6 separate regions of the Mus musculus genome follow, and all the other regions are linked to region 4. A link is a contact called in public HiChIP or PLAC-seq data. All regions are on one chromosome and are shown on one strand. Each heading gives the region's core, a stretch centred on a gene start, on an enhancer-like site or on the middle of the called end of the contact. The rest is flanking DNA. Distances are from core to core; before and after follow the strand shown. Region 1 has its middle 7.1 kb from the start of Gm35182. Region 2 overlaps Gm35062 (a long non-coding RNA gene). Region 3 has its middle 23 kb from the start of Gm35062. Region 4 has its middle 46 kb from the start of Llph. Region 5 has its middle 10 kb from the start of 4930471E19Rik. Region 6 has its middle 25 kb from the start of Gm34952.

Region 1 (2,742 bases), core at 192-2,691, 470 kb before region 4:
TGCCTTCAGAACCAGGAGCAATCGCCACTTCCCATTGTTGGTGACCTCTGTGAAGGGTGGAAGGTAACGAGACTCACACATACGTACATCCACATATTGCTAGTTCCTGCATAGTCTATACGCAGATAAAGACTTGAGAAATTGGTCGTCCTTTGGTTTCGGACCCTGGGACAAGGAGTCGAGGTACATATTTTACACAATGGAGCAGACCTGGTCTCCAGGGTCTCCCAGAGTCCCTCAGTCCCTTCCTGGCACACCTTGACCCCAACCTTGAACTTTTTAACCCAGGGGCTGGGCTGCCCTTCCCTCTGAGGTTTCTCCCTATATAATCCAGACTGCCCCCTCACCCCCTCTGTGTGTCTGTGCACGAGCACACATGTTCAAACTGGTTTTCAAGTGTAACACGTTTCCCAAATGACACTGAGGATTTACGTTGTGTGTAGATCCCTGCAATGCCAGTTTATACATAGGAATGGAGAATGGACAAGCTGGGCTGTAAGTTCCCTGGGAAGTGACTAGGGAGGACAGGGCTGCCAGGATCAGCAGACACTGCCACAGAAAGCTGAACTTGGGTGACTCCTCTGTCACTGCCCTGTCCTTTCCCCTGTGACTTTGGCTAACACTCCCTCTTTCAGGCCTTTAAAAAGACATTGACTATTGCTTGTCTGCATAAAGAAAAAGTATTGCCTGGTCAGGCAGGGAAGACCAACTGGTGTGTGTCTTTAGTACTGACATGAGGATACAGGCTCCAGCAGGAATGAATCTCTCTGCTCTGGAAGCAGCTCATCTTGGTTTAACCAAACACAAAACTCAAAGGGGTCCAGGCAGTGGTGGCACATGCACTTGGGGGGCAGAGGCAGGCAGATTTCTGAGTTCAAGGTCAGCCTGGTCTACAGAGTGAGTTCCAGGACAGCCAGGGCTACACAGAGAAACCCTGCTCCGAAAAATTAAACACCAAAAATCAAACACCAAAAACCAAACCAAAACCAAAACCAAAACCAAAAAACCTAAAACTCAAAGGGGTTTTCCTCCGGTCCATGGGGCGATTTTTAAGAATGGCTCCTTGTGCCTGGCCCTTTGCCTGGTACATTTTTGTGACTTCCAGTCAAAATAGATGGATTCAGCCAGGATTTTCACTTTTCAAAAACAGTCACTGCTGGGTTCCTTGAAACTGCCACCACCAAACACTACCCCCCCCCACCCCCACATTTAAAACATGCTTTGATTTCTTGGAATTGGAGGCGCGGGGCTCCGAAGGGCCGCTACGACTCTGAAAAAGGAGCTGCTAGTGCCAGAGTTCCCACTGCCTGGGCGGCTATTGGCGGCTCTCCTACCACCAGCCTGGAATGCACACAAGCGGGCTGCTCTCCCCACTTTATCACAAAGGAGCTCATTTTGTGAATGAACAGCGCAGCCAGCAGCACAGCGCTATTCCGGGCGACCTTTGCCCGGGGATTGGATTCCCTCCCAGCGGGGAGATCAGGCCTTAGGAAAAGGTTAGTTCCTTGAGGTCCAAGGCCTGCTGGGCAGAGGTCTGGAGAGGGAAAAGCTCCGAGAACTTTTCTCCTCCCCCCAACCCCTCCCTCACCATCTCCAGCGACCGTTCTTCTGGCTGCTGTAGCTTTCTGTGCCTTTGTGGGTTTTTTTTTGGGGGGGGGGGACTGGCGGGTGTGTGTGTGGGGGGGTGCTGATTGGACTCTGCAGCAAGGAGCTATATAACTCCTGCAATTTTTACTTTTTTTTTTTTTTTTTTTTTTGGTAGCTGCCTAGTATTTCCCCGCTGCTTCCCAACAGCAATTCTGAGGTCCTCCCGAGTTTCCACCCCTTCCTCTCCATGCCACCCCCCCCCCCACCGTGGCGCTTCAGTTTGATGTTTTTTTGGTATCAAAGCAAGGTCTCCAGGAACCCTGCAACTAAAGACTTTAATGAGGACCATGCTCACGAAATCCTGGCTGCCAAAGACATGATGATTTATGCCCCTCACTCTCCCTAACAGCAAGAGGACTATTTGTAAAAATAAAAAAGCCGCTCATATGGAATTAAACAAGAGCATAGCTGCTTCCTTCCAGACCCCGGGAGCTTAACAAAGAGCATCCACACTCCAGCACATGGCGGGCGCCGGGCTTCCTATCACACAAAGCTAAATCCTGTTACCTCGGGCAGAGGCACACACTCTCTCTAAAACCCTGCCGGCAGACCTCAAAGGAGCAATGCAGAGGGCAATCAAATGAGTGGCCAGAAGAAAGAGGGGTGCCAGGAGCTTAGACCGAGGTCGAAGCACCCACCTGATGGGCTGCTGAGGGAGGAATTGAGGTGTTTGGTGTAAGATGGTTGAGCGACTGGCAAATAACTATTTGGTTTGGGTCAGCTGTGTGAAAGGCGGGAACCCTGAGAGCTCCCTTTTCTTGGATCTAGCATTATTGTTTCTGGGATAACTGGGGGTTCCCTCCTTGGGGGTTTTTACTCTTGTTAATAAAAGACTTTAGAAATGGACTCCAAGGAAACTCTGGGACAAGTTTATTAGAGTTTGAGAGAAAAGAAACAGAGTAGACAAACTGTAAGTTTTGGCAGCTGCCAAGAGGGGAGGAAGAGAGAGACAGAGAAAAAGAGAGACAGAGACACACAGAGAGAAACAGAGAGAGAGAGAGAGACAGAGAGAGAGGGACACACAGAGAGACAGAGAGGAAGAGAGGAAGAAAGAGGGAGAGAGGGAGGCGAGACATGTCTTTTGAGTTAAGAGGC
Region 2 (2,807 bases), core at 139-2,638, 420 kb before region 4:
CAGCCTTCATCCTTTTTTCAAAGATGGCAAAAATATTTACCTCCTGCTTGCGGACTCTCTCTTTCCCAGAATGTAGAATGTTTAATTGTAATGAAAACAGACAACTGGGAGGGGGGCTGTGCTCTTCAGTCTCTGGGTACACTGGGAAGCCCGTAGTTCTGCCCTGAATACTGGTGGTACCGTCTGAGGTTGGGGAACCTTTCAGAGAATATTTGCTAGGCACATCAACAATTTATCTCTTCTGAGGAGGGCCTGCTGTCTGAACACAGTCCTTGTGGCACCTCACACTAGCCTTCCTGCTCAGAAAAAAAAACAAAAACAAAAACAAAAAAACCCTTGACTTGCCTTAATGCTCTGTCTTGGCTGTTTTGAAATTCCAAACAAAAGACTCCATTTTGCCTCTGCCCTTGTAAACTGCCTCTGCCTGCAGTCTCCACCTCTGCCACCTCTCCTCCCTTCTTCAAGGGTCTTTGGTTCTCTGTTTCCATCTTATCAGGGAGAGGAGCCACTCTCTCCCACTGTCTATGCTCTAATGACTTTACTTGCCCGCCCTGGAGAATGGGCGTTTATCTCCTGAGTCAGGTCAAGAAGGGCAGCAGATGACGTCCGGGATGGGGACGTTGTGGTCTTCCGTTTTGCAGAGGTCTTGTCTTTGTTAGCTAACTTTGTTAACTCTGAGATTGGTTTCTGACGGTTTCGCCCGCTTGAAAGGAGATGCTGGGATTCGAATTCCAGCACCAATTGCTGCTACACCCAGAAAAAAAAAACAAGGTGAGAGCCAGAAAACACAGGTTGAGAGGGTGGTAGCAACAGTACACACCTTTAAGCCCAGCACTTGGGAGTCAGAAACAGGTGGATCTCGGTGAGTTGGAGGCCAGTCTCCAGAGTGAGTTTCAGGACAGCCAAGGCTACACAGAGAAACCCTGTCTTGAAAAAAGACAACAACAATTACAAAAAAACAAACTAACAAAAAACAAAAAGCAAAACAAACAAAAACAGACAACAAACAAAAAGCCAGACCAGACCAAACCAAACCACCCCCTTCTCCTACATAAAGCAACCGAACAGTAGAGACCTCAGTTGGATGTGACAGTAGACAGTCTCATACAGATCTCAGTTCAACCTGGGACACTTTAAACTGAAAAGAGATTCTGCTCCCAATACAGCAGTAAAATGTGAACTGGGGCCATTACAGGGTGGGGACAGATGCAAATGTAGGAGGGAGGGAGGACTTGAACCTATGTGGCCCCTACTGTTCTCACATTCATTAGGAGACTAGGTCAGCCTTCTTGACCATGAAACCTTTCCGCTGCGGTCTTGTTGATTTCGTTGGGGAAAGAACAGGCGGCAGGCTGGGCGGGCTGGGTTCGCGAGAAGGGAACCGCATTCGTGAGAGGTCCTGAATGCGCATTCCGCAGTTGCAATTGGCCAGCGCTCCAGGCATGAATGGGGAGAGTTTCATCTTCACGATTTACTGAAAACAGACGGTGAAGTTCGAGAAGCAAATGTGAAACGCTCATTCCGAAAGCCTTTTTATATACATGTTAAATCAGTGTGTGGGAAAGAGACCACAGAGATTGTTTAAACATTCGTACTGATGACACTCCGGCTCTAAAATATGCAGTTCCTTGTAGTTATAGGCAGAATTAATCACATATGGAGGAAGTCATCTTTTGAAACCGGATTAAAAGGAAATAGTTCATAACTCAGTGATATCAACATGCACGCCCCTCCCCCGCCCCCCGCCCAGGCCTGGGACACTCCTCTGCCTCCTTATCTCCCACTGTCTGAAGATGTTATTTTCTCACTTGGGGTGCCATGATCCAGCTATGTGACTCTGCAGAGAGAATCTGGATGTGGAGCCAGAATGGAAGAGATATCATTTAAGCCTGACTCAAGACCAGAATAATTAGGAGTCTCTTCCTGACCCTCGATTCTGCAGTTCAGCTGAGGTCTCTAGTCCTACTGTTAATAGGAAACATAGGAAGACAGGTCATCTCTACCCTTGAACTTCATCAGGAGAAGGCAGCAAGACATTTGGCTTAAAGAGTCTTCCCTCACCACTAGCATCCATCTTTAACTACATTACCCCAAGTGCTTGACAGGGACTTTTGTCAACCACAGGCAGTTAGGCAGCTTGGGAAAGAACCCTTATCTATGGCGCTCACTGGGGAAACCTATGGCAGTCACCTAAAGACAGTCTAAGTACTGGTCCAAGTCTCTCTCTCACTCACTCACTCCCCCTAAGACATCATGTGCTGTACAAAGTACTGGTAGGTGAACCCCATGTGTATCACCCACGGAAGTCATCTGGTTTTAAGGGAGCTGCTGTTTTTAAAAAGAGCAGTCCCACTAATACCCCCCCTCTCTCACCCCTCTCTTTTCCTTTCTTCCTTTCCTCTACCTCCTCCTCTTCTCCTCTTCTTCTTCTTCAAGATACACTGAGTTGAGAATATCCACGTTCATTTTGAAGTTCCTTCCCTTAAATGAGAGATTGTGTGTGTGGATGGGGGTGTGGGGTGTGTCTGGACTGAGACATGAGGCAATTCCGAAAATATGAATGAAAGAATATAAATATTTCTCCGGCCTCTGTAGTCTTCATTAAAGCACACCAGAGGAAGAGCCGGGCTGCCCTTCTATATTTAATTTGGACTCCAACCTCTTCAGCAGCATGATTAATTTTAGCTTATCATATGGAATGTCTGCCTACCTATAAATAAGTCTATTCATCTTTAGGAGGGCATAAATATGCCTCCTGTTTTACAGCCCCCCAAAAAAACCAAAACCCCAAAAAACAAAACCCTTTC
Region 3 (2,844 bases), core at 220-2,719, 390 kb before region 4:
TAGGTGGCGCTCCACATCCGGCTTGGGAAGCAGGGCAGGGAGCGTGGCCATAATGAGACCTAAAGGACACAGACTTGGAAGGAAGCTTTCCGTGTGGGGGTGGAGGGTGGGGTAGAGCAGGGTGCGTACTTGGGTTTCATTTGGGGAAAACAAACAAAACACCGTATTGCAATGTAAGTTAGTTTTAGATTTCTATTTGGGGGGGGGGGGGGAGGTATAAAAATATCCAACTTGAGCACCTTCCTTCTCACCTCCTGGACCGGGTCAGTAACTCTTAAGTACTTCTTCATTGCGATCTATCCTGGTTGTAACTGTTGAAGTATTTGTTGTAACGTTTTCCTGCTGGGATTGTAATTCCCTGAAGTAGAGACCTCCTGGCTATATTCAGTTATGATGTTTGGTTTTCATTCACATGCCTCCTGTTTCATCCATCGGCTGCTCTCATTTGGTCACATTTTTGTCTGCTGTTCCTCTTCCCACGGGCAGGCTCTTCTCTCTGCCCCATGCCATTTCCTCTCAGCCTTCTTGCCCTCCCAGCCTAGATGCGCGACTCATCCCCACCCCGCCCTCTTGGATCATGAGATTTAAAAGTGAAGAAACATTGATGTGAGACAATAAAAGTCTAAAAATGGTCTGTAAATAGACTCAAGATTCAAAGTAAGATAACTCAAGGGCAGGACAAAGGCAATTCTATTACTGCAGAAGACCAAGGATGCCTCCTGTTCATTTCTTCCTGAGCAGGTGCTATGCCTCCGGGAGTTGGCATCTGAAAGCTGAAGGCCAGCAAAGCCCTTGCAGATGAATGGTCTGGAATAGGGACAATTGGCTGGTGCCATAAGTGGTGTCTTGGTTCGCTTCATTAAACTCCTGGACACTAGAAATTCCTACACTTGAGGACTTTCCCTAGGTTAGATCCTGACCCACTCTGTATTTGCAAGCCAGAGCTGTTGTGTCTGCCTCTTTTCTTCTCTCTTCTCTCTCACCACTCCTCCTTCCCTTCCCTTCCCTTCCCTTCCCTTCCCTTCCCTTCCCTTCCCTTCCCTTCCCTTCCCTTCCCTTCCCTTCCCTTCCCTTCCCTTCCCTTCCCTTCCCTTCCCTTCCCTTGCCTGCCTGTCTAAGACTTAAAAGGAAGGAAGGAAGGCTGAGGGGAGGAACGAAGAAGGAAATGCGGAAAGGGGAAAGCGAGGAGAAGGAAAGGGAAGCTAAGCTAAACTTTCTCAGAGGACTAACTGACTCTTTGTTTAAGCACAGTTCATGTTGACAGGAACTGAAAGCAAAAGTGATATTGGCAGGCTCTCTGCTTCCCCTGAAGTGGTAAGTGGAGAGCCTGGAGTTTTGGAAGATTGCATCCCCCAAATCCTTGCATTATTTCCAACCACAAAAACAAAACAGAGGGCTGGAGAGGAACTCACAGGCACTGATGCCAAACCTCATTTGTTCGGATGAAGATAATGGGGCTCTCTGGTGAGTAACTTCCTTGAAGCCACTGAACTTAGGCGTTGGAGCCAAAATTCAGTCTTCTGGCCAGCCCCACACCCTTCCACTCACAGGATGCAGTTCTTCTGCTCAGGTTTAAATTTCAGACAAAGGGTCCACCATAAATGCACTTTCTCGGCTCTCAGTCTTTAATTTAAAAAAATGTACCGGAGACCCAGGATGTAATGATGAAGGAAAAAATAGTTATGTATTCTCTAGAAGCTGCTCAAGAAGGAAGAAAAGTTTGAAAGCAATTAAATGCCATCTCTCCTTGCGAGTGGGAACTCATTAGCACTGTCGGGATAATAAAGGTTTTTAGACAGGTTGCTGTTTCTACTACATATAGCACATGCTTTTGAAATGATGACAAAAATATTTCTCCAATGTTCTCCCAGACAGTGCATGCATCTGTCCCAGGTAAGCTGAAATGACTGAGCCTTGGGAAATCAAGTTGGCAAGCCCGCCAATAACACGAGTGATTCTGTTTGTCTTTAAATGATTGGTCCTATAAATATGAAAATCATAAGACATAGCTGGGTTCTACTGGTCCTCCAGAAAACCCCAAGTTCTCCTTTAGTTATGTCTCTGAAGCACTAGAATTGCTTCAACCTCTTAAGACAAAATCCAAAGAATATACTTTAAAATACACTGATAAAAATTTCATTAAGATATTTGATATTGTTAGTCAGTCTTCAACCTACTAAAGGGTTGTATTCCCAAAAATCAGTGTGTGAATGAGTTATCTGGAATTCAGAGTGCATGTTCCCATGGAAATGGTGTCATCCATAGTAGGAGTTAGTCTCCAGGCTGTCCTTCCTCCGCCATTTGACTCTCTATACAGCAGGCCGCATCGTACTTTACAATTATTGTTTTAATTGTAATATCACTAATTAATTGGCTCCAAATAACCAACAGTTTTAGACAGCATTTGAAATACGAATGTCTAGAGAACAAGTTTCAGCTAGAGATATTTGAGGTGGTAGGTGGGGACCTTCTTGTCTTTTCTGTAGAGACTGTGTGGAGACTTTCAGAACTTGGGAGCAATACCAAGTCTCTAGTATATTTCACTTCCTCTAACCACTATGGCTAAGGTCTCTGAGGGTCCTGTTGCAGTTTCTATTATCACGAGGGGAATAGGGGAGGAGAGAAGGCAGAAGCTGAGGTCTTCCCACATCTATGCACACACGGCGCAAGCGGCAAGCACAATTGACACAGCATAACACAGTTGCTCTACTGAGAGTCAAGGAGAGTGGGTTTTGTCTGTGGGGATGCCAGTCTAAGAGTTCTCTGTGCACATAGGAGACCATGGCTGGTTTTCAGAAAGTTCAGAAGGGAAGGAAGAAGCATTTGCAGTGACTCTCAACCTTC
Region 4 (3,068 bases), core at 267-2,766:
TCCCCCTCCTCCCTCTCGCCTTAAAGACTACTCTGAGAAACTTTGTCCAGCAGTAAAAGGAAAATGGGTTCAAACAAGCTTCAGGAAATTTGGGTAGTAAAACATAAGTTATAAAGTCTATGTTGAGGGCAAAATAAATGGGGCTCTTTTAAATGGGTTAAGTGTCAGCCATGAGACGGAAATGACTTCCTATAGAGTCAGCCATCCCTCCTACTCTCGAGGCAAACGGTGCTGCAAAAGGCTCTCAGGCAGTAAAGGGATACACTGGTCCATGCTGCTGAGCATGCGTCTGGGATGCACACTTATTTACCACACACCACATCTGTCTGGGATGCACACTTATTTACCACACACCACATCTGTCTGGGATGCACACTTATTTACCACTCGCCACATGTGTCTGGGATGCACACTTATTTACTCCGCACCACATGTGTCTGGGATGCACTCTTATTTACCACACACCACATCTGTCTGGGATGCACACTTATTTACCACACACCACATCTGTCTGGGATGCACACTTATTTACCACACACCACATCTGTCTGGGATGCACACTTATTTACTGTGTACTATGTTCAATTTAAGGAAAATAAATGTGAAGGCAGCAACCATGAAGGACAGAGGGCATGGGTTTTCTGTAATTGCAAGGAGACTTGGGTAATGCTGTGTGCATGTTTGATTTAAAATGTTAAAATATTAACAGAAGTTTTCTATAGCAGAGTGTTCCTATCACAGTGAAGTGACTCATAAGAATGCTAAATTCAAACCAGATGGGCACAAACATTACTGGGCGAAAAAAAAAATCATATATTTGGGAGTCAGCGTGGGTCGTCATAAAAATGAAGACCTTGTCGGAGTTCCTGAAGATTGAACTTGCAGAAGTGAAAAGGGAAACAAGGGGAGAGATATTCTCGACTTCCTCTGCGTTAGACAGGCCACCGTCAATTAGAAGAGCTAACATTTATAAAACTTTAGATTGCCGTTTTAATTCATAAAAGATGACTGTTACAGTCCAGAGAGCTCAGATGTGCCAGAGCCCAGGATTCATTAGTTCAGCCGCATGCCACCCTAATAGTGCCCAAGACTCATCTTACTTCCTTCCCGCCCTAAGTCACCCTCATTGAAGATCTATGTGGTATAGAAACTTCCAGCCTGGCCTTTAGTATTCTCCCAGCAAACCACAGAGGAAAATTCCCATTGCAGGGTCAGACACCCAACCAAATCTCTGCTCTCTTAGTTTGTTTGTTTGTTTTTGTTTGTTTTGTTTTTCCCTCCGAGCTTTTCCCCGTTTTCAGATGATCTGCCCCATGTGCTGTGTTTAAATGCGTATGTACCCTACAAGAAGAAAAATATGTGGTCTCGGAATTAATACTTTTTTTTGACTTATAGGGAAATTCCAGTTGTGTTTAACTTGGACTGTGGGATCCGGGAGCTTTACAGAGAGGAGAAACGACGACGAGTGTGTTTTGAGCAGAAATGTGAATCAGGAGTTCCCCACTGTTTGGTTGCTGGAATCCCAGACAACACGGGGAGAAATGATAAGCGCATAATTTAGTCTGGCAGCCGTAGCACTCAGCCTGCGAGCTTGTCAGGTTCTGACTAGGGATGAGAGACCTCCCAGGGACAAGAAGGTACTTCAGGAAACGGTGTTTCTGATTCCGTAGGTGGCCTCTTTCTCCCTGGGTCCCTGTGAATAAGATGCCCGCGTGGTGTTAGGGGGCACTGTGCTCAACTGTGCTGTTTACCTTTCTGAAGAAACCTAAAACCACAGACCTAACCATTTGTGGCCACCGGAGATCTTACAGCGGACTCTCTAAGGCCAGTTGTGTTAACTCCAGAATGCTGGCCCGAGTCCAGCTCAAGTAATTACATTCTGCTCCCCTCAAACTCCCCCTGTAGTTTCCACTGAATCCGATAGTCTGGACCCTCCATCAAGCAGCCTGGCCGGCTCGGTGGTGGTTAGCATTCCACAGAGAGGCAGCCTGTAAGTCCAAGCTGGAAGAAATGAGTGTTCCATCCCCACCAAGCTGCGGCAAATTGGAATTAGCTAGTGTTCATGAAAGCCTCGGGAAACCCGTTTTTTTGAGTGTGTTCACAATCAAAGCTACCTCCTTTGCCCTAGGGAGCCACCTCTGCGAGTGTCGCTTTAACGAAAACGAGTATAGAGATCCTGGGAGGGCAGAGTAGAGTCCTACTCACCTCTGACCTGGAAATACCCTATCTGGGGCAGGGCCAGCAGGGGAGGTGAGTTGAGAAAGCACCGCTCTAACTGTAACAAAGCTCAGAGGCCAGAGAAAAGGAGAAGGGTCTGCGAATGACGTCATATTACGAAGGAATAAAGGATCTTGGGAGGTTTAGCTAAAAGGGGAGAGAGAGGGGCGGGGGGGGGGGGGAGAAAAGAAAGAAGAGGGAGGGGAAAGGAGCAAAGAAAGAAAAAGAAGAAGGAAGGAAGGCAGGTAGGCAGGCAGGCGAGAAGTTAAAATAATTATAAAGAACAAAAGGGGGAAGTAGGAGGGAGGAAAGGGCGAAGAGTGGAGATGAGCAAAAGGGAAAGAGAGAAAGAAGAAACCAAGGGCAGGAGAGAGAGAGAGAGGGAGAGAGAGAGAGAGAGAGAGAGAGAGAGAGAGAGAGAAGGCAGGGAAGTAGAAGAAAAAGGAAGGAAGCTGATATTTAGTACACGGGGCTGATATTTAGATATACGGGGCAGAACCAGAACGAAGGAGGAGTAAGAAACCAGAGACACAGAGCAGAGCCTCCCTCCCTGCTCTGGCCTGCAGGGTCCTTCCTTTCTCACACACCACCTCCATGCATCTTAGCCACTCAGCTCAAAGCCTGACACCTAATGAAATTCATCCCATCAGGAGCCCACTCAGTGGCTCACTTACCGGTGGCACTAACCACACCAGCTCCACTGGCTGCCAATGGACAGATCTCATGGCTTCTGAAAGTCACATGCCATCAGCGAGTCTCTCGTATTGACCAGGACAGAAACCATTCTCTCTCTCAATGTATTTTATTTGATAGCGTTAAGCAAAGCTGATTCAACTCTTCAAACAGGTCAT
Region 5 (2,905 bases), core at 221-2,720, 370 kb before region 4:
TTGGGGTGCTAGTACTTCCTACTGCCTTGCCTTAAGAAGATTCATTTCTATTTGGCTACCAGTTAGAGGTCCAAAGGTAGAGAATGTTAAAGCCGAGGGAAGAGCGAGGGACATCCAGCCTGCGCGTCGCCGCAGACTTCAAGCTGGAAGTGAGAGCCAGCCTACCTGAAGCAGGGTTAGGACCCAATCTCACCCTAACTTTTAGAAACGTTCTTCCCTGTACCACGCTTTCTTTATGATCCTCTCTCTGTGTGTCTCTTTCTTTTTCTGTGTGTGGGAGTGTGTATGTGGTGTACTGTGGTGTGAGTGTATGTGTGTGTGTGGTATGGTGTGTGTGTGTGTATGGTTTGATGTGTTGTGGTATGTTTGTATGTATGTGTGTGTGTGTGGTGTGTGTATGGTGTGTAGTGTGGTGTGTGTTTCTGTGACTCCGGGTTTAAGCACTCAGCAGGATCATAAGGATTCATGTTTGCTAAGCCAGAGAAATCAAATGCATAGCATCAAAACCCTCCCACTTGGAAAAACATTAGAATCCTGGGAATTTCTGGAAACACCAGAGAGCCCAGCCCCAGGACCTGCAGTGTAAACACTGTGGCTAATTTGTTGAAGTGAGATGCCATTGGTGATTCTCCCTGCCTTGAGAGACGACAGGACTCCCGGGCGGAACAAAGCAGATTGCTGTAGTAGATTGCCGGCCTGCAGAGGCCGGCTGTGGAGAGTGATCAGGAAAACACCAGACACGGTACTGAGACAGATCATCTTTCTTAAAGAGGAGTTAAAAAAAAGAAAAAGAAAAAGAAATTTAAAAAAAGAACTCAAAAGGAATTCCCCTCCCCGGGAGTTTGCCTTGAAGAGGGCAATCATTTCTCTGGCTCCGCTCCTGCCCACAGACTGTTGGACACAACGGGAGAGCGAAGCTTGGCTCTGCTCGCTCGCTTGCTTACAGAAGCAGCTCTCAGACCAGTGGACAAGGCTAACGCTGCCGAGAGCAAGCTGAAGGCTGGATAGCACTCGAGCAATCGAGTTAGACACAGTTAACTCTCAACAAGCGTCCTGCTCACTATGATTTCATAGGGCTTATTCATATAACCAAAAAACGGTGCTCTTCAGCACTTAGTTGTTTATTATTATTATCATCATTATTATTAATCAAAGCAAGGTGTCCATATGCTGGTCTGCAGAATGGCCTCCCTGGCCTACCAAAGTTTACCATTTCGACTAGGTTTGATCTGGGGCTTACGGCTTTTTCTTTTTCCTTCCCATGGATTTAAAGACTATTCTATTTATTTGCATGGAGTGTTTTAAAAATATCTTTTTAAGTTCTCATTTCCACTCATCAATAGAATACTTCTACCCTCTTTCTATTCTGGTACTAAAGAATGGAAAATCTAGCGCTAAGATCAGAACACTGCCCTTCCTCATGCCCAGGCTACTACTGGAAAATTCCGGTTACCAGACTGCGGTGGCTCACCCAGGAGGAGGTGGTGCAGCTCAGACAGGACTCACTTCTTCTCCTGTGCATTTTCAGGGCGTGGCCACTTTGTCTTCCTAAAAACAGCATTTTAAATGATACTTCCTTTAGGAAATAAGACCCACTTTGGGGTTTTTAAGAGTACTTACCTTCAAGGAAAAAAATTTAAGGGCCACAAAATGCCCTCTGAGGTTGGCTTAGTGGAAGGTAGAAGTTTCTTCTATTTTCAGTTCCAGCTAGGAGGGCAACCATTATGATGCACTTTGAAATGCTATTAGTCAATTTTTTCAGTATTCTAATTCTAGGTGGCAAATGGCATTGACTCTCAGTTGCTTGTGGCTGCAAATAGTCTCTCTCTCTCTCTCTCTCTGTGTGTGTGCGTGTGTGTGTCTCCCCCTCTCTGTCTCTTTTTGTCTCCCTCTCTCCATCTCTGTCTCTGTCTGTCTGTCTATCTCCCTCTCTCTGTCTCTCATTTTTCTCTGTCTCCCATCTGTCTCTTCTCTGTCTGTCTGTCTCTTTCTTTCTCCCTTCTGAATCTTTCTTTCTCTCTCCCCCCCCCCCCCTCCCTACCTCCAGGGAGGATGTGAATATAGGCAGTGAGATTTCATCTTGCTCAATGAATATGTTCAAGTTGCCTTCATCTATCTCATTCTGGGGTGAATGGCTGACTGGGACTTGCTCTAATGGGACACTTTAAACCAGAGGCACAAGCAAGCATCTTCTTGCATTCCATTGGCCAGAGCAAATCATATGGTAAATTTGGGGAACACACTTTGCCTGCCCTATACAAAGATCCTGCAGACGTAAATGACAAGGGGTATGGTGTATGGGCTGAAAATCCTCCCTCACCCCACTGCTGGGGATCAAACCCAGGGTTTTACACATGGTCAGCAAGCGCTCTATGTCCTATCTCCAGTTTTCCAAAAGCTTTTTCTTTTCCCCATAATCATTCATGTTTATTTTAATTAAAATATAATTACAATACTTTGCCCCTCTCCTTTCTTTCCACCACTCCTTTCATGCCTCCCCCTCACCCACTCTTAAATTGATGGCCTTTCCCCTCTAATTATTATTTTTACATATATCTGTTTTGCTGTTATACACACACATATATGTGTATATATATATGTGTGTGTGTGTAACTATCTGTATCTATATCTATGCATCTGTATGTGTTATATATATGGTTATGTATATATGTCTATACACACACACACACACACACACACACACACATATATATATATATATATATATATATATATATATATATATATACACACATATCACATGCACAGATGCACATAAGTATGTATAGCCATACTGTACTGAGTCTGGGTAGTGCTGCAAGGGTATGGATGATTTCAGGGCTGATTACTTGGTATTGAGCAGTGAGAGAATTGTTCCAAATCTGCTGCTGTGAGGATTTTATAA
Region 6 (2,969 bases), core at 18-2,517, 280 kb before region 4:
AAGGTCCCGAGTTCAATTCCCAGCAACCACATGGTGGCTCACAACCATCTGTAATAAGATCTGACGCCCTCTTCTGGTGTGTCTGAAGACAGCTACAGTGTACTTACATATAATAAATAAATAAATATTTTTTAAAAAAAGATATATTTGCTGCTACAAATCAACCGTTTTTCATCAAATAAAGTTATTTTGAGACAGACTGTCTGATGAGCAACTGTTTGCTTTTATATACAACAAATAAAGTCAGCTGGCCAGTGCTTCCCTTTGTTCAGAGATTAGAAGTTAGTAGACATGGTGAGAGGGAAGAAAAAATGTGAACTAATTTGGAAATTGAGAGGAGAAAAGAAGGGGGAGAGAGGATGGGAGGGAGGGAGACAGAGAGACACACACACACACAGAGCCATTTACACCAGGTCTTGGATTCAAACCCAGAACTTTAAACAAAAGCTCACCTTTAAACAAGAGTGCCACCCACCAGCACAGCACACTTACAGCAGGTGGGTCCCTTAGGGCTACCACTACCTCCAGCAACCCACCTTTACCTGCAGCTACCTCAGGATCCAGATCTGCGTTCTAGCACAACAAACGCAAGGATGTGAGTTGAGTCTGAAGACCACAGAAAGTGACTTTGTGAATGTCCCCCTACCATGTATCCGCTTAAACATCTTTTTGTTTTTACTATTGCAACTTGTTCCGTTATTCTCTTCCTTCATTTCGATACTCTGTTCCTCACCACCATAACTTAGGGAATCCAAATTACCTTGCACCCCAAGATCACATCCTGAACATGAAGAGGAAAACACAATGTAAGGGGGCTATGATTTAGGCGACCTTCAGAACCCTTTCTTGTTCATCTCATCCTGTCCCTCCAAGATCCCGAATCTCTTCCCTTCTGTGTCACTTTCACTTCTAGGTCAACAAATATTTGACCGTTTTGAACAGATGTGTTTGTAAACTTACATGAGGAGCTCTTGAGAAGTAAGTTAGGGCAAGAGAGAACACTGCTTCTTCTCTCTCAGGAGAACCTTTAGCATGTAATCTCTACCTAACATGTCTCTGGGCAGATTATGATCTATGTCCAAAAAGGCTGGAGGAAGCCACGGGAGGATGCAGGCTCCCTGACTTGCCAGTCAGCACCTTCAGCTCTCTCCAGACCCAAAGTCTGGACTAGGTGAAACCAGCCAGCTCCATGCCTGGCTCAGGTCGAACCACAAAGTCACGCCTAACGTAGATTTGCCCATTGGCTGCAGGCCGGGCGCCCCTCAGTCTGAGGGGGGCGGAGTCTGGAGGGGGTGGAGTCTATCGGCAACTGGGCCACTGCTCCCACCCTTCTAGGGGACCCTTGTTTGGCGGTTTCTTTTTCCTCTTTGGGAAAAAGTTACCAACTTCATTGGCGTCGCTGCTCTGCAACTAGTCCCTCCAACCCCGCTCCCGGAGGCTGAGCTCAGATGCTCCGCAGACGCCGCCCAGCGGTCCAGGCCAGGGGCCCCGTGCCTCTGTCGGGGTCGCCTTTTCTCTGCTTGCACCCACGGCTACACCGATCTGCACAGCAGCATGGAGCCCGCACGCTGCCGGGTCCCCTCTCCTGACGTACACCTACCCCACCCCCTAACCAGTAGGACACTCTCCATCCTACTCCGGGTCCTCTTACGTACACCACCTTCACTCTCACCGAGGCTACCTAGAGTCACAGCCTCCTCCCTCCCGGTGGTGGCCGCCTTCTGTGCGTTCCCTAGGGTTCGTCATGCGCTAAATCTCCTGGCTCACATTTAGGGATCATATCCCCGCGCGCGCATTTTCCGAGATCACCCACGTGCTCTCATTCTCATTCTGCCCCAGCAACGGCCCGCATTGCGCGGTGGCCCCTCGAGCCGCGGATCGTGGGAACCAGGCTGGGCCCCTTCGTCCCTGTCCCTCCTAGGTCATCCATCTCCCACCCAGTCTGCTGCCGAGACTTCAAAGGCGCCCCTGCCGGCGCGGGCCCCCTGACCCCGTGCGCAGAGCAGACGGCTGGGGCGCTCGGCGCGGAGGGAGGCCAGTTGGCTCATCCAGACACGCTCGGTCCTGCAAGTGGCTGCGTGGGTACCGAAACGGCCTTGGGTCTAGCCGTACAATAGCCTCTGACAAGGCCGTACCACGCTCGGGCCACCTAGGGTTGTCCCCCACCCCCATTCCCAACCCTCCGCCAGCAAGGTCCTTGATTCGTTTCTTCCGGAAGGAAATCTGGATCAGGACTGACTCCTTTCCAAGCAGAATAAGAAAAATCGTTCCCAGCGCTTGCTCCCCCTCCTAAAAATAAAATAAAATCAAATCAAAATAAAAATAAATAAGAGTCTCCCCTGACACTTAAGCAGCACTTCCTTCTTTCTTCCCTCCGTCCCATTCGGACACCCCTAATTGACAGACTCTAATCCCCGGATCGGAACTACTTCTGCCGGGAAGATTTGGCCGGCTTTTCCTTTTCTCTCAGCATTCCTGAAAAGCCAATTCGTTCTGAGCTGCGTTGATGGAGGGCAGGGGGGAGGAGGGTTACTTCCAACTTCTGGCACCACCTGGGTGGTCGCCATAACCCAGCGGTTCCCTGTCAGCTGTGTATTCTCCTCCACTCTATAAAGGCGGCTTTGCGGGAATCGTTAAGGCTCTTCGCCATCGATCTGCGGGGTACATGTATTGATTTATACTTATAATCAACTACAGTGTGAGATTTCGGGGAGGGTGATGGTGTGTTCCCGGTGCATAACTAACTGTGGCTGTGTGTTTGGAGATGTTGAGTTCAAGCGAAACAGCTTTTTGCATGAGGCTCTCTAAACATTCTTTTTCACACACTTAAAAATATTAAGGCTGTGCTCCACAGTTCAGCATTTTGATTGGCTGTGGTTTTCTGTAGGTAAAACACTCCAAGAAAAGATGGGGGAGGGGGGGTTACGGGGAGGGGGCGTGTCTCAGCATAACTTCGAGTCCTTTAAAAG

The links. HiChIP or PLAC-seq counts read pairs in DNA pulled down with a chosen protein or histone mark.
Region 1: a contact with region 4 is called in an H3K4me3 HiChIP or PLAC-seq map of craniofacial prominence, with 5 times the contacts expected there. The contact joins two enhancer-like sites. A contact is called at or near these places in 1 of 15 datasets of contacts at CTCF or cohesin (the NIH/3T3 cell line), 1 of 484 Hi-C or Micro-C datasets (bone marrow-derived macrophages), 14 of 115 datasets of contacts at active chromatin or transcription factors (the NIH/3T3 cell line, bone marrow-derived macrophages, craniofacial prominence and 8 more) and 1 of 9 other capture datasets (embryonic stem cells).
Region 2: a contact with region 4 is called in a CTCF HiChIP or PLAC-seq map of the NIH/3T3 cell line, with 9 read pairs. The contact joins two enhancer-like sites. A contact is called at or near these places in 1 of 39 promoter capture datasets (the C10 cell line), 1 of 15 datasets of contacts at CTCF or cohesin (the NIH/3T3 cell line), 14 of 484 Hi-C or Micro-C datasets (the G1E-ER4 cell line, the N1E-115 cell line, the STO cell line and 9 more), 11 of 115 datasets of contacts at active chromatin or transcription factors (the NIH/3T3 cell line, bone marrow-derived macrophages, craniofacial prominence and 7 more) and 1 of 9 other capture datasets (embryonic stem cells).
Region 3: a CTCF HiChIP or PLAC-seq map of the NIH/3T3 cell line shows a contact between it and region 4, with 5 read pairs. The contact joins two enhancer-like sites. A contact is called at or near these places in 1 of 15 datasets of contacts at CTCF or cohesin (the NIH/3T3 cell line), 2 of 484 Hi-C or Micro-C datasets (embryonic stem cells and granulosa cells), 5 of 115 datasets of contacts at active chromatin or transcription factors (craniofacial prominence, embryonic basal ganglia, embryonic midbrain and 1 more) and 1 of 9 other capture datasets (embryonic stem cells).
Region 5: a contact with region 4 is called in a CTCF HiChIP or PLAC-seq map of the NIH/3T3 cell line, with 5 read pairs. The contact joins two enhancer-like sites. A contact is called at or near these places in 1 of 15 datasets of contacts at CTCF or cohesin (the NIH/3T3 cell line), 1 of 484 Hi-C or Micro-C datasets (embryonic stem cells), 5 of 115 datasets of contacts at active chromatin or transcription factors (the NIH/3T3 cell line, embryonic hindbrain, embryonic stem cells and 1 more) and 2 of 9 other capture datasets (embryonic stem cells and embryonic tail).
Region 6: an H3K4me3 HiChIP or PLAC-seq map of embryonic forebrain shows a contact between it and region 4, with 5 times the contacts expected there. The contact joins two enhancer-like sites. A contact is called at or near these places in 12 of 115 datasets of contacts at active chromatin or transcription factors (bone marrow-derived macrophages, craniofacial prominence, differentiating embryonic stem cells and 5 more) and 2 of 9 other capture datasets (embryonic stem cells and embryonic trunk).

The regions. Positions count from the first base shown.
Region 1 is chr10:120,743,965-120,746,706 of GRCm38.p6, reverse strand. No RefSeq gene overlaps it. Among named protein-coding and RNA genes, the nearest start is that of Gm35182, 7.1 kb to the left of the region's middle. Within about 2 kb of position 1,441, at least 150 of the 459 cell types and tissues checked have an H3K27ac peak or open chromatin away from gene starts, as enhancers often do. A contact at or near this core is called in the NIH/3T3 cell line, craniofacial prominence and embryonic forebrain, where this site is marked.
Region 2 is chr10:120,693,267-120,696,073 of GRCm38.p6, reverse strand. Gm35062 (a long non-coding RNA gene) reads right to left here. Exons shown (of 3, transcript XR_872122.1): 2 at 1,263-1,474; 3 at 895-923. Among named protein-coding and RNA genes, the nearest start is that of Gm35062, 6.3 kb to the right of the region's middle. Within about 2 kb of position 1,388, at least 25 of the 459 cell types and tissues checked have an H3K27ac peak or open chromatin away from gene starts, as enhancers often do. A contact at or near this core is called in the NIH/3T3 cell line and tail fibroblasts, where this site is marked.
Region 3 is chr10:120,664,361-120,667,204 of GRCm38.p6, reverse strand. No RefSeq gene overlaps it. Among named protein-coding and RNA genes, the nearest start is that of Gm35062, 23 kb to the left of the region's middle. Within about 2 kb of position 1,469, at least 76 of the 459 cell types and tissues checked have an H3K27ac peak or open chromatin away from gene starts, as enhancers often do. A contact at or near this core is called in the NIH/3T3 cell line, where this site is marked.
Region 4 is chr10:120,271,244-120,274,311 of GRCm38.p6, reverse strand. No RefSeq gene overlaps it. Among named protein-coding and RNA genes, the nearest start is that of Llph, 46 kb to the right of the region's middle. Within about 2 kb of position 1,516, at least 69 of the 459 cell types and tissues checked have an H3K27ac peak or open chromatin away from gene starts, as enhancers often do. A contact at or near this core is called in the NIH/3T3 cell line, craniofacial prominence, embryonic forebrain and 2 more, where this site is marked.
Region 5 is chr10:120,644,961-120,647,865 of GRCm38.p6, reverse strand. No RefSeq gene overlaps it. Among named protein-coding and RNA genes, the nearest start is that of 4930471E19Rik, 10 kb to the right of the region's middle. RefSeq lists an enhancer at 1-1,823. Within about 2 kb of position 1,470, at least 86 of the 459 cell types and tissues checked have an H3K27ac peak or open chromatin away from gene starts, as enhancers often do. A contact at or near this core is called in the NIH/3T3 cell line, where this site is marked.
Region 6 is chr10:120,551,614-120,554,582 of GRCm38.p6, reverse strand. No RefSeq gene overlaps it. Among named protein-coding and RNA genes, the nearest start is that of Gm34952, 25 kb to the right of the region's middle. RefSeq lists an enhancer at 986-2,625. Within about 2 kb of position 1,267, at least 93 of the 459 cell types and tissues checked have an H3K27ac peak or open chromatin away from gene starts, as enhancers often do. A contact at or near this core is called in craniofacial prominence, embryonic forebrain and embryonic limb bud, where this site is marked.